Linked DNA regions of Gossypium arboreum: regions 1 and 3 are each linked to region 2. Evidence: chromatin contacts called from public Hi-C data. All regions are on one chromosome and are shown on one strand. The core of a region is the stretch at or near the end of the contact, and the rest is flanking DNA. Distances in the headings are between cores, read along the strand shown. Region 1 holds the start of LOC108483628. Region 2 holds the start of LOC108480188. Region 3 holds the start of LOC108480259 (B3 domain-containing protein REM16).

Region 1 (3,627 bases), core at 894-3,393, 460 kb before region 2:
GATGAAAGAACGAAATGAAAACAAAGAAAAAAATAAATCAGAGATCAACCTTTAAATTTTGTTCTGTTCTTTTATTCAAATGTGCGTCGCCCTCCCGTTATAATCAGTTTCATTTCGGCTTTATAGCCGATTCCCATATTAAAATATTGTTGTTTTATTCTCTGCTACTACTTGTTCTTCTTGCTGCCAATTTTCCTCTTTTCCAAATGTTTGCAGGTCATGGGAGTGTCAGACGCGTGGAAGGCCGGTGATTGGCGCCCCGAGCGGTGGTGGCGCGCGTGAGAAGGCTGGTGGCTGAAGGCATGCGGCTAAAAACTTTGGTGGCTGCTGAAATTTTTTTTTTTAACATAGTGGGCTTGGGCTATTAGGGTTTATAAATTGAGTTTGGGTATTGTATTTGGACTAAGGGTAAAATTTGGGCCTTACATTGTGATTGTGCCATCAACAAATTGAAGCTTGTTCTTGGATAAGAGCGCCAGTTTCATTTCTCGAGACCAAGAATGATAATTCGAGCTTGATAAGGCAGGAAAAACAAGAACTAAGGCTAGATTTTCATTTGGATGAAGGTAATAAGGACTAGAAGGTAGTGTAGGATCATAGAGTGCCATTGGAAAGAAAGAAACCAATGAAAATCAAAGAAACAGAGTGTTTGGGAAGCGAGAAAATGTAGAAAAATGCAAGAGAATTTTACATCTGATACCATGTAGAAAAGGAGTGTAAGGGAATTGTTAAGAGTTCTTTTTCACCATTCAAAGGCTTAGTTATATACAACTTAAAAAAGAAAAGAGAAATAACAGAATTGAGAACTAACATAGGTGTAACAGACTAACTGCTACATCTGCTAACTAACTAATAGTTAAATTAGATCTATATTACTAACAACGTTAAATATAATTCTATGATATTGAAAAAAATTTAAAAAATTCTTCATTGAATAAAAAAATATTTTGAATTGATAACTCAATAAATTTACGCATTAAACATTTATGAACTATTGTCAGTATTTTTATTATATTGGTCTTAGAAGTATGATGCCTAAAATCTAATCATGCGGGTAGTTTTATTCTTCCACATTCTCGAGTAAATATGATAAAATATTATAATATAATGCTTAAACTAAAAATAATTAATATTAATTAAAATAACATATTAAAAATTACTTTAGATATAATTCTATCCAAATAAAAATTTTAAATGTGATTAATTATTATTTATATAATATTTAAACTAAAAATAATTATAATTAATTATTTTACTAATAATATTAACTAAAACAACCTATTCACAATTACTTTCAAGTATGATTATCAAAACAAAAATATTATTAGCAATTACGCAAATACTTATTTTAGAATTCGAAATAATATTATTATTTATTGCATTTATAATATATCTAATTTATTTACATCTATTTTGAGAGACCATGCCCATAGAAATCTAACATTCCTTATCTTTTAGTAATGATTACTTAAATTAATTATATAAAATTAAATTTTTATTAAAATAAATTATATAAATACATATATCTTTACGTACAAGTTACCTAACGTAAAAACAAAAAATTTGGCTATATTAAGGATTAGTCCGGTACCTGAGCCATTTTTTTTAAATTCTTAAAATTAATAAGGGTTTAAATATAATTTAGTACTTGAATTTGATTTAATTGTTTAACATGCTACTTAAGTATTTTTGTTTCAATTCAGTATCTAAGTTCGGCTTCAATGTTCGATTTGGTGCTTAAACTTTTCAATTTGATATTTGAGTTCTTTTGGTCCTAATTACCCAACTTTAGCTTCAATATTTAATTTTATTTTTTGTCACTTTTTTACTAGAGTTCATATGTCAAATATTCATTGAACCACATAATACCATTTGTATCAAATTAGACCTTAAAGCCAAACTCATGTACCAAATTGAATATAAAAGACAAACTCAGGTATCAAATGCTATATTAATAAAAAAAGGACAAAGTCAATGCGATAATTGGAGCGTAGCGTTTACGCGTTAACATTCTAACGCCGGTAGTTGCCTATCCAAACCACAGGCGCAATCTAATAACGGGTCATCAAGGAGTCAAGAGAAATGAACCTACAGATTGTTGCCACGTGGGGATTCAAAAGCTCAAACGCTATTGCGTATTAAAACATAGGAAAGAGGAACGATGGGAATCTTTTAGCTGTTAACGCGTCGGTAAATAAATACCAAGTTTCTTCGAAGAGTTTTCTTCTGCGATCTTCATCTTTTTTCTTTTTATTTATTTATTTATTTTTGACTTCTTTGGATCGGTCGATTGCCATATCGATCGGTCCTTCTATCTCTTCAATATCTCTTTGAAGGTCAGTAATTCATATTTCTCTCTCTTCATTATATTTTAAAAAGCTAGATTTGTTTTTTTATTGCCGTTGAATCGCGATTTTTGTCGTTAATTAATCGGGAAAGATTTTGTTTTAATTAGTTAGGCTGATTTTCATAAGAGATCTGAGGTTTTTTTGAATTTGAGATGATTTGAGTCTTTAGAGGCTTTGGTTTTTATATTACAGCCTTCAATTTTTGGGGAAATTCCTGCAATTTTCTGATACTGGTGAATTTTATGATTGGTGTTTGTTTTGGTTCCAATTCGATTTTTGTAGGAATCGGAGTTTCGGAGGTCTAGGAAAAGAAATGGCAGGTGGGTTTGGGGAATCAGCGAGCCATTCTCCCCACAATCCATCTTGCTCCACCAGTAATGCTAATGGTGATGCTGGTGATTTTGAGTGCAATATTTGCTTTGACTTAGCTCAAGACCCTATTGTCACTTTATGTGGGCATCTTTTCTGCTGGCCTTGCCTTTACAAATGGCTTCATATTCATTCCCGTTCTCAGGAATGTCCTGTTTGTAAAGCCCTTGTTGAGGAACAAAAATTGGTTCCCTTGTATGGAAGGGGGAAATCATCTACTGATCCTAGGTCCAAATCTATTCCGGGTGTTAATATTCCGAATCGTCCAGCTGGACAGAGACCTGAAACGGCTCCTCCACCACCACCTATTCAGTTTCCCCAAAATGGGTTCGGGTTCATGGGAGGCTTGGGAGGTTTTGCACCAATGGCAACCGCTCGATTTGGGAATTTCACTCTCTCTGCTGCTTTTGGTGGTCTTATCCCATCCTTGTTTAACCTTCAGGTCCATGGATTTCCTGATGCGGCTATGTTTGGTCCAGCTGCTGGTTTTCCATATGGCTTTCCAAGTTCATATCATGGTGGCCATGCTCATGGATACCATCATCACCACCACCACCATCATCATCGCACCGCACAAGGCCAGCAGGATCATTATCTGAAGATGCTGTTTCTGTTTATCATTGTTTGTGTTATCTTTGCAATGATTTACCAATAGACCATATCTGCTATCAAAGCATAAATTGCTAACTTATTTTAGGAGTGCCAATCCGATATCTTGTGTAAATCTAATAAATGCATTTTCATTTACCTTTTTGTCTTTTACTTAGTGATTGAGGAATTTTTTGTATAGTACTTCCCCTGTTGATTTTTGGTTCATCTGTTGGTTCGCCTTTGTATTTATGCTTTGGAATATCTTTCGCTGTCCTCTATGGCTGAAAAGCATCAATGTGTTTTAGCAACTACAATACAC
Region 2 (3,494 bases), core at 797-3,296:
GAAAGAATTCTTATGGCAGAGGACCGAATTTCATTGGAGGAAGATTTTCCAAAAACCCAAGAAAGCAGAATACCAGACCACTTTTGACTTTCTTCAATAGATAAATGCGAGTCCTCAGTTGAGAGCAATTCCAAAGCTTTTGCAAGAGCTTCTTGAACCTGCTGATGCTTTGATGTTATCTTTGCAGTTACCCTCATCAGTTCAAGACCCTTCTCCATTACAGTCCTCCGAGCTTGGTGGCTCCTCTCAACAGCAACTATAAAAGCCGATAAAGCCATTTGAGATAAGGAAATGTCTTCATTTTTGCTTGCATGTGAAGCAGTAGAAAGAAGACTGGATGCCCAATCAGAGACAGAGTCATTTAAGGGAAGATTATGATCTTCCAATAGCAACCGAGCCACCAAGCTACCATGCCATTTCACAGATCTCTCAGGTGCTAGTAAAGCACACATGACAGCCTCTCCGTCTCGATCCAATTCTTCAATATGAGACCTATTGATCTCCGACGCCATTGCCCAGTTGGCTAATGCCCACGCAGCGAAAGGCACAGCAACATGCTGAGAATGCAAATCATCCCAAAGACCAGGAACAACAGCAGCTGACAAATTGGCTTGTTCCACTGAACTACCATGCTTATTCATCAATGCAAGTGTTCTCGGAGTATCCCTATCTAATTCTGAAGGGGTATCATTTGAATGATCTAATGTCATATGCTCAGATGTTCTCGACAGCCCTATAGCAGTCGTCCCTTCAAGAATTTTAATTCCAATCCCTTTCATCCCTCTTCCACCATCATCATCATCATCATTTCTCTCTCCCTCGTCTAAATGCATGTCACCTTCTTCAATAACTTGAACAGCTGCAGCAATATCTCTCATTTCTGCATTTCCCGGTAGCCAAGGCTTAAAAGATTCCTTTTCTACACACTCACAATTGGATGTAACAATATCCATTATAGCAGCCACAAGCATACTTCTACCTTTCAAAGAATCAGAAATATCGAATGAACTACGACCCGAATGCTGCTCCCACACAAAAGCTATTTATCAATGGTAAAACAAAAAACTTAGAAGCACCAACAAGATTAGGGTGCAAAAAAGTTACATTTTCATAATCAGTATATAACAAAAAGAAATAAACACGTACCCTTTTAGATTTATTTTGAGGTTGACATGAAAAAATGAACCTCAACAGATAGGAAACGGCGCCTGGTCTTCCAAGCACGTCTTTGCGCACGTCGGGATCCGCAATTAAGTAAGCCAATGCCCTCGCCGCCTCAGCCTGACTGCCGCAAACATCTGCTTTGCCCACTGCTACCGTCTCCAGGAGCCAATCAACTACCGCGCCGCCACTAGCGTTCACAATCGCCGCTCTGCGGCTCGCATTGGCAGCGGCAATGTCCGCAAGCAAAGACGCCACGCGTAGCTCGAACCCAGCCCGAACTTCGTGGTTTGCGGATGACATCACCGACCTCAACGATTGCCACAAAACAGAGGCGGCAACGCTGGTTTGTTTGGCTTGGTGGACGATCCTCCTGAAGGACTCGTTCGATTTTTGCATCGTGTGCTCGATTGAGTCGTAAAGAGGACTTCTCCTAGGGCTAGGGTTACCGTTACCGCCGGAGGCTTCATTGCCTTTATTGGCAGATAAAACAGCGACGGAAGCAACGATAGCGGAGAGGAGAGTGGCGGAGAGGGCCAAAACGGAATTTCGAGAAAGAGAAACCGTTGCAGAAGGGCGAGTTGAAAGCTGAGTTTGAAAATTTTGCGGCGGCGGTGATTGGGAAGGGACGGGTTGCCGGTTTTTGAGATTGTTAGGGGATTCAACGGAGTTGGGAGAAAAGGAGGAAAACCGTCGCGTATAATGAAGATAGCAACGCCGACGAGATCTTAAGCAGTAACGAAGCATAATTTTAATTCGAAAAAATAAAGGAAAAGATTGGGAAATTCCGTTGAAGCCGCTGTTCAAGAGGATGGCGGGAGGAAAATGGTTGTTTATATATATAGATGGTAAGGACGGTCTATAAAAATGGAATTTTCTAGCCGCATATGCCAACCTTTTTGTCCCTTCCAATACCAGGCCTTTCAATTTTAAACCTTGGGCCTAATTAAAATGGGTTTAATACTCTCTACAAACAAATCAAAAATCCGATATGATGAATTTAAACTCAATTTAACTTGATTTTATCAACAAAACTCAAATTCACCTGAAGTCGATATGATTTCAACCTGAATTTATTTTCAATCCAACTCAAAATTAACTTGACTTGGGTCTAAAATTACTCAAATAAGTAATCCAGCTCTCTTTTTTTCACTTCTTTCGTCCCTTTTCTTGTCGTATCATTAACTATGTTCAACAAAATTGCCACCGTGTTTTTCCTTACTCTTTCATTAATTCTAATCTTGTCATCCAACAAATCACCTAAAACCCTAACTTCACTTGGTTCCCGCATCACTTTTTTACTTTCTTTACTAATGTAGTCGGTTCCAACCATTATATCAATATGTACCGTTCCACTTACTTATACATGAATAATATTAAATAATATAAAATTTATAATTTTTATCATTATATTAATGAATAATACAAACTTTTCCTGAAACATTATGTACCGATTGGTGCATGAATATTTTATATTAAAATTTATTTAATATAATCATTTGATATTTGTAAATATTTATATATATATTAAATATTTTTTAAAAAATATTGATAAATTTAAAATAATACATTGAAATATAACGTTATCAATACACACCAATTCTAATAGAAAAACGATACATCTACTAAACTATCTCGCTCTTCACGCCTTGCAATTTGCATCAACATTGTCATACATCCTCCACGATCCCTACACTTGCATCCTTAACTATCAATGGCACTGGAGCATGAACTGCCTCAAGACCCATCAAACAAACTCAATTCCATAATTAAAGTGTGGCCTCTGGCATCGCCTCCTATGCATTCTTAATCAATTGAGGGGACCCATTGTTATCAATGATGATCAATGCATAAAGAATATCACGTTTTGACTCAAATTTTTCAATAAATTATTTACATTTTTTTATAATTTTTTATATTTTTATAAAATTTTAAATACTTAATTTTTATAATTTTAATCCAAAATACTATATGATAAATGATATGTCATGCCGCATCAATAAAGTTATCAAATGAGGTGTCACATTACATCAGTAATGGCATTAGTAAAATCATCAAATAAGATGTCATGCTAGTTAACAAAGTTGTTAATTAAAATTGAATTTTTTTGACAAAAATTTCAATAATGTGGGCGACATTCAGAAAAAGAAAAAAATTAAATAACAATGAAAAAGAAAAGAAAAAACTTAGGGACAAATTTTGCAATTCTGCTTTAAGAAAATTTGAGAAAATAAAAAATCAACACATTAAAAGAAAAAGCATAAGAATCCACCAAAGACACTACAAGTATACAACTATATATATATATATATATATTTTGAAATAGAGACGAC
Region 3 (3,433 bases), core at 576-3,075, 280 kb before region 2:
ATCCTACTGCAAAACAAAATCATTAGCAGCGAAAATAAACTAAATGTGAACATATAAAATAATCACTGTGGCATCTAAAAATGGCTGTCTTAGAAGTAAATTCGCCGTAATCTTGTAGTGAAGATCGCCCCTAACGTTAACACAGAACTTCTATATTTATAAAGGTTTTCTAGAAAAGAATCGGGAAAAAAAAACAAAAAATTAGTCGAAAAATTTTGACCCAAAAAACTGCAAAAAGAAACAGACAAGAGAAAAAGAGAAGAAGAACCTACTATTAAAATAATAGTGTCAGTTTTTTAAAACAGCAGAGAATTTTCCACAATCAAAAATATTTCCTGCAACAGTAAGAGAATTTTCCCCAACTGAATATTTTTTGCACTACCAACAGAAGATCTATCTAAAGAAGGAAGCAGACTGCTCACCTTAATGGGTTCAACCCAGAAGTCAAAGAAAATGGAAGAAAATAAAAAGAAAAACCCAAAAGTTGTAAGTTATTAGCTATGAAAAGTACAATTCATCTGCAGGCTGGTTTTCATCATTCTGAAATAAATGCTTTGCTATTATAGTTCATTTAGTTTTAAAATTCTGGGTCACTGAAGAAGCCAAAGGCATTACTGAGAAGTTAAAACTAAAGCAAACAAAAATTAGTAAAGATGATCGAATTGTTTGTACCAGAGAGAAGGATGGAGTTGGTGGAGCTGAGACTGAGACTGAGACTGAGACTGAGCTGGAGTAGTGGACCCGTAGGGCAGGAGTCTCTTTATAAGGACGTCTTAAAGGGCGAGCCTTTTTTGTTATGGAGTGGATTAAGAACATAACAAATAGTTTAGAAAACATGGCACTTGGCAGTTAACATTTCCCACGTTTCAACTTCGGGGACAGCGCCGTTTGGTCTGGTTTCCACAACCCCATCATGTTTGGTCCGGATAAGGGACTAGAAGTGGGTGGCCGGTTCTGCTGTGAGCTTAAAAAAATAATAAATTACACTATCAGTTATTCAATTTTGATACAAATGATAAAATTATCACTTTAATTTTAATTTAATCACTTAATTTTTGAAAAATAATAATCATTAACATTATTAAAAAGTGATAAATTAATTACTCATTAATATTTTTTGTCATAGACCAAAACCCAGGCCAAAATCCAAACCACAACTTCCAATTTATACCCTCTAAGCTACATTGTTATGTTGCCAAACCACAACTTCCAATATTGCCAAAATCAGAAACAAATATTGCAACCTAACTGTAGAAATATCACAACCAGCTACCCAAATATGAATAAAAACATCCAAATATAAACATGTAAATTATGTCAATATCTATCCAAAAAGAAGTTTAAATAGAGACATATGGATATAAAAGAAATTTACCTGAACATTAAGGGTGGAGCGGTTCCCAGGAGAAGGTTGAGGCAAGCACAAAATAGGGGTGCCCTCAGCATGGACAACAAGGCTTACACCAACACTCAATGGCCACCCATCTTAAGCTAAAGTGGAAAGGGTCCCTATAAAAAACATTTCCATTATGGTCTTGGAAACCTCAGCGGGAAATGACTTGTGGCTGGTTTTTGTTGGTGGGACTGAAACAGTGGAGAGCGAGGAGCATAATTTGAATGAGGGTTTGGGTTTTGCTTGAAGGAATTTGGGTTTTGGAGGGAAGGGTGGAAGGAAGTGTGTCGACAAGGATTGAGTTTGGATTTGGAGACTCATTTTCATTCCCCTTCGGATTTCCTTGCTAAGATAGATATGATATTAGATGTCTTCGCTGTGTTGGTATTTTTTGAGTGATAAAACAGAAGATTAGGTTATTAAATGTTCGCAATAATAATAATAATAATAATGAGTACAAGAAAAAGAAATGGAAATGACCTCAAAATGAGATGAGATGGTGCATTTAGTTAAATATGGTGAAGGAAAGTTCTCGATCCTTCTCGTCATTGGAACTATTCTCTGTGAAGCTTGTCCACTGTCGTTACCGTGATCCACAACCTCATGCTGCTGTTGAACTACTCTATACTTTTTCTCTAATTCTCCTCCTCCTCCTCTTCCTCTTTTTTTTCATTCTTCTTCTTTGGTTCTTTTTCTTTTACTGCCCAACCCAGCTAAGGTTTTAAATTGGGGTCATTTACACAGTAGGATGCCATGTCACTTTTCTGTTAGGTTTGTAATAAAAATGGTTAAAATGACCGATTTGTTATTTTTCAAAAGTTGAGTGGTTAAATTAAAATCAGAGTGGTTGTTTTGCCAACTGCATCAAAATTGAGTGACTGTTAGTGTAATTTACTCAAAAAGAAATTATGATAAACTTTTACCTATTGAATAGGTTTTTTAGACACTATATCTATTGAATAGATTACAAGTTAATAATTTATATATTATCATAATTTTTGGTGTTTTTTATAATAATTAAGTAAATAAAATAAAATAAATTTATTAAGAGAACCAAACTTTATATCTCCTCATTTTTTTGATACTATCTCATATTCTTTTAATATTCTCTCGTAAATTTTTTTACTTCAATTTTTTTATATTTCATCATAATTTTTTTGTATTCTATCATAATTTTTATATTTCTTAGAATTTTTATATTCTTTTTTATATTATCTCATAATTTTTCATATTGTTTCAAAAAAAGAATTTGGTACGATATATAGTTTTGAGTAAAAAATATTATTCTTAAATATAATGAAATTTTAATGAAATTTTTTACGGAAAAATTATAATCATTAAATTTTAAATTTGTAATGCCAAATTTTGGTATTGAAAAATTATATTTGATGATACTTTTTTAATGTGAAAAATTAAATAAATGAAAAAAGTTACTAAAACAAACCAAAAATTGTTAACCTTCATAATTTTCGGTATCCTCTCAAGTTTTGTTGGTATTCCTTCGGTAAATTAACAATATATGCCAAATTTTTTTATTTGGCCTTTTAGGTCGTTTTTTTTTTCAAATTTAGAGAAATAAGTCATTTTTAGAGAGAGAAAGGGAAAACATGCCTAGCTGGACGCGCTTTCCCCCTCTCTCTCCTAGGGTTAGGGTTTTTTATTTTGTTAGGTAGAGGGGTTTTGTTAGGGTTAGGATTTTTTAAGGGTTTAGGGTCAGAGTTTAGAGGTGAAATTGCAAAAAATTTATAAGTAGATTTGAGGGGTCGAGAATGTAATAATGTGCCTTAGAACAGATATATTTCATATTTCATGGCGGAAAGAACCATTACCTCATAAACCCATCCTAAGGAAGTTAGGATTTGGGGTGATAGTGCTTGATATGGTCACCGGTTGATGTCTAGGTGGAGGTCCCTGTTGACGGCCGTGACGTGGTCACAGTTTCAAGTATAACTAGGGGCTAGTTGATGGTCGTTTTGTAGCCACGAGTTCAAGCTTTTTGGATACCCGCAAATGATGCCTTATATATATCATACATAAGAT

Evidence for each region. A called contact is a pair of places that touch in the nucleus more often than the background predicts.
Region 1: a Hi-C map of leaf shows a contact between it and region 2, with 2.3 times the contacts expected there. The contact joins the promoter of LOC108483628 here to the promoter of LOC108480188 in region 2. A contact is called at or near these places in 2 of 5 Hi-C or Micro-C datasets (both in leaf).
Region 3: a contact with region 2 is called in a Hi-C map of leaf, with 3 times the contacts expected there. The contact joins the promoter of LOC108480259 here to the promoter of LOC108480188 in region 2. A contact is called at or near these places in 2 of 5 Hi-C or Micro-C datasets (both in leaf).

Annotation. Positions count from the first base shown.
Region 1 is chr1:76,886,381-76,890,007 of ASM2569848v2, forward strand. It overlaps LOC108483628, which reads left to right and starts at 2,144. Exons shown (of 2, transcript XM_017787122.2): 1 at 2,144-2,336; 2 at 2,631-3,622. The coding sequence starts at 2,662. The coding sequence ends at 3,372.
Region 2 is chr1:77,346,276-77,349,769 of ASM2569848v2, forward strand. It overlaps LOC108480188, which reads right to left and starts at 2,047. Exons shown (of 10, transcript XM_017783090.2): 1 at 1,147-2,047; 2 at 1-1,022. The coding sequence starts at 1,908.
Region 3 is chr1:77,068,190-77,071,622 of ASM2569848v2, forward strand. LOC108480259 (B3 domain-containing protein REM16) reads right to left here and starts at 1,826. Exons shown (of 6, transcript XM_053029141.1): 1 at 1,376-1,826; 2 at 423-964.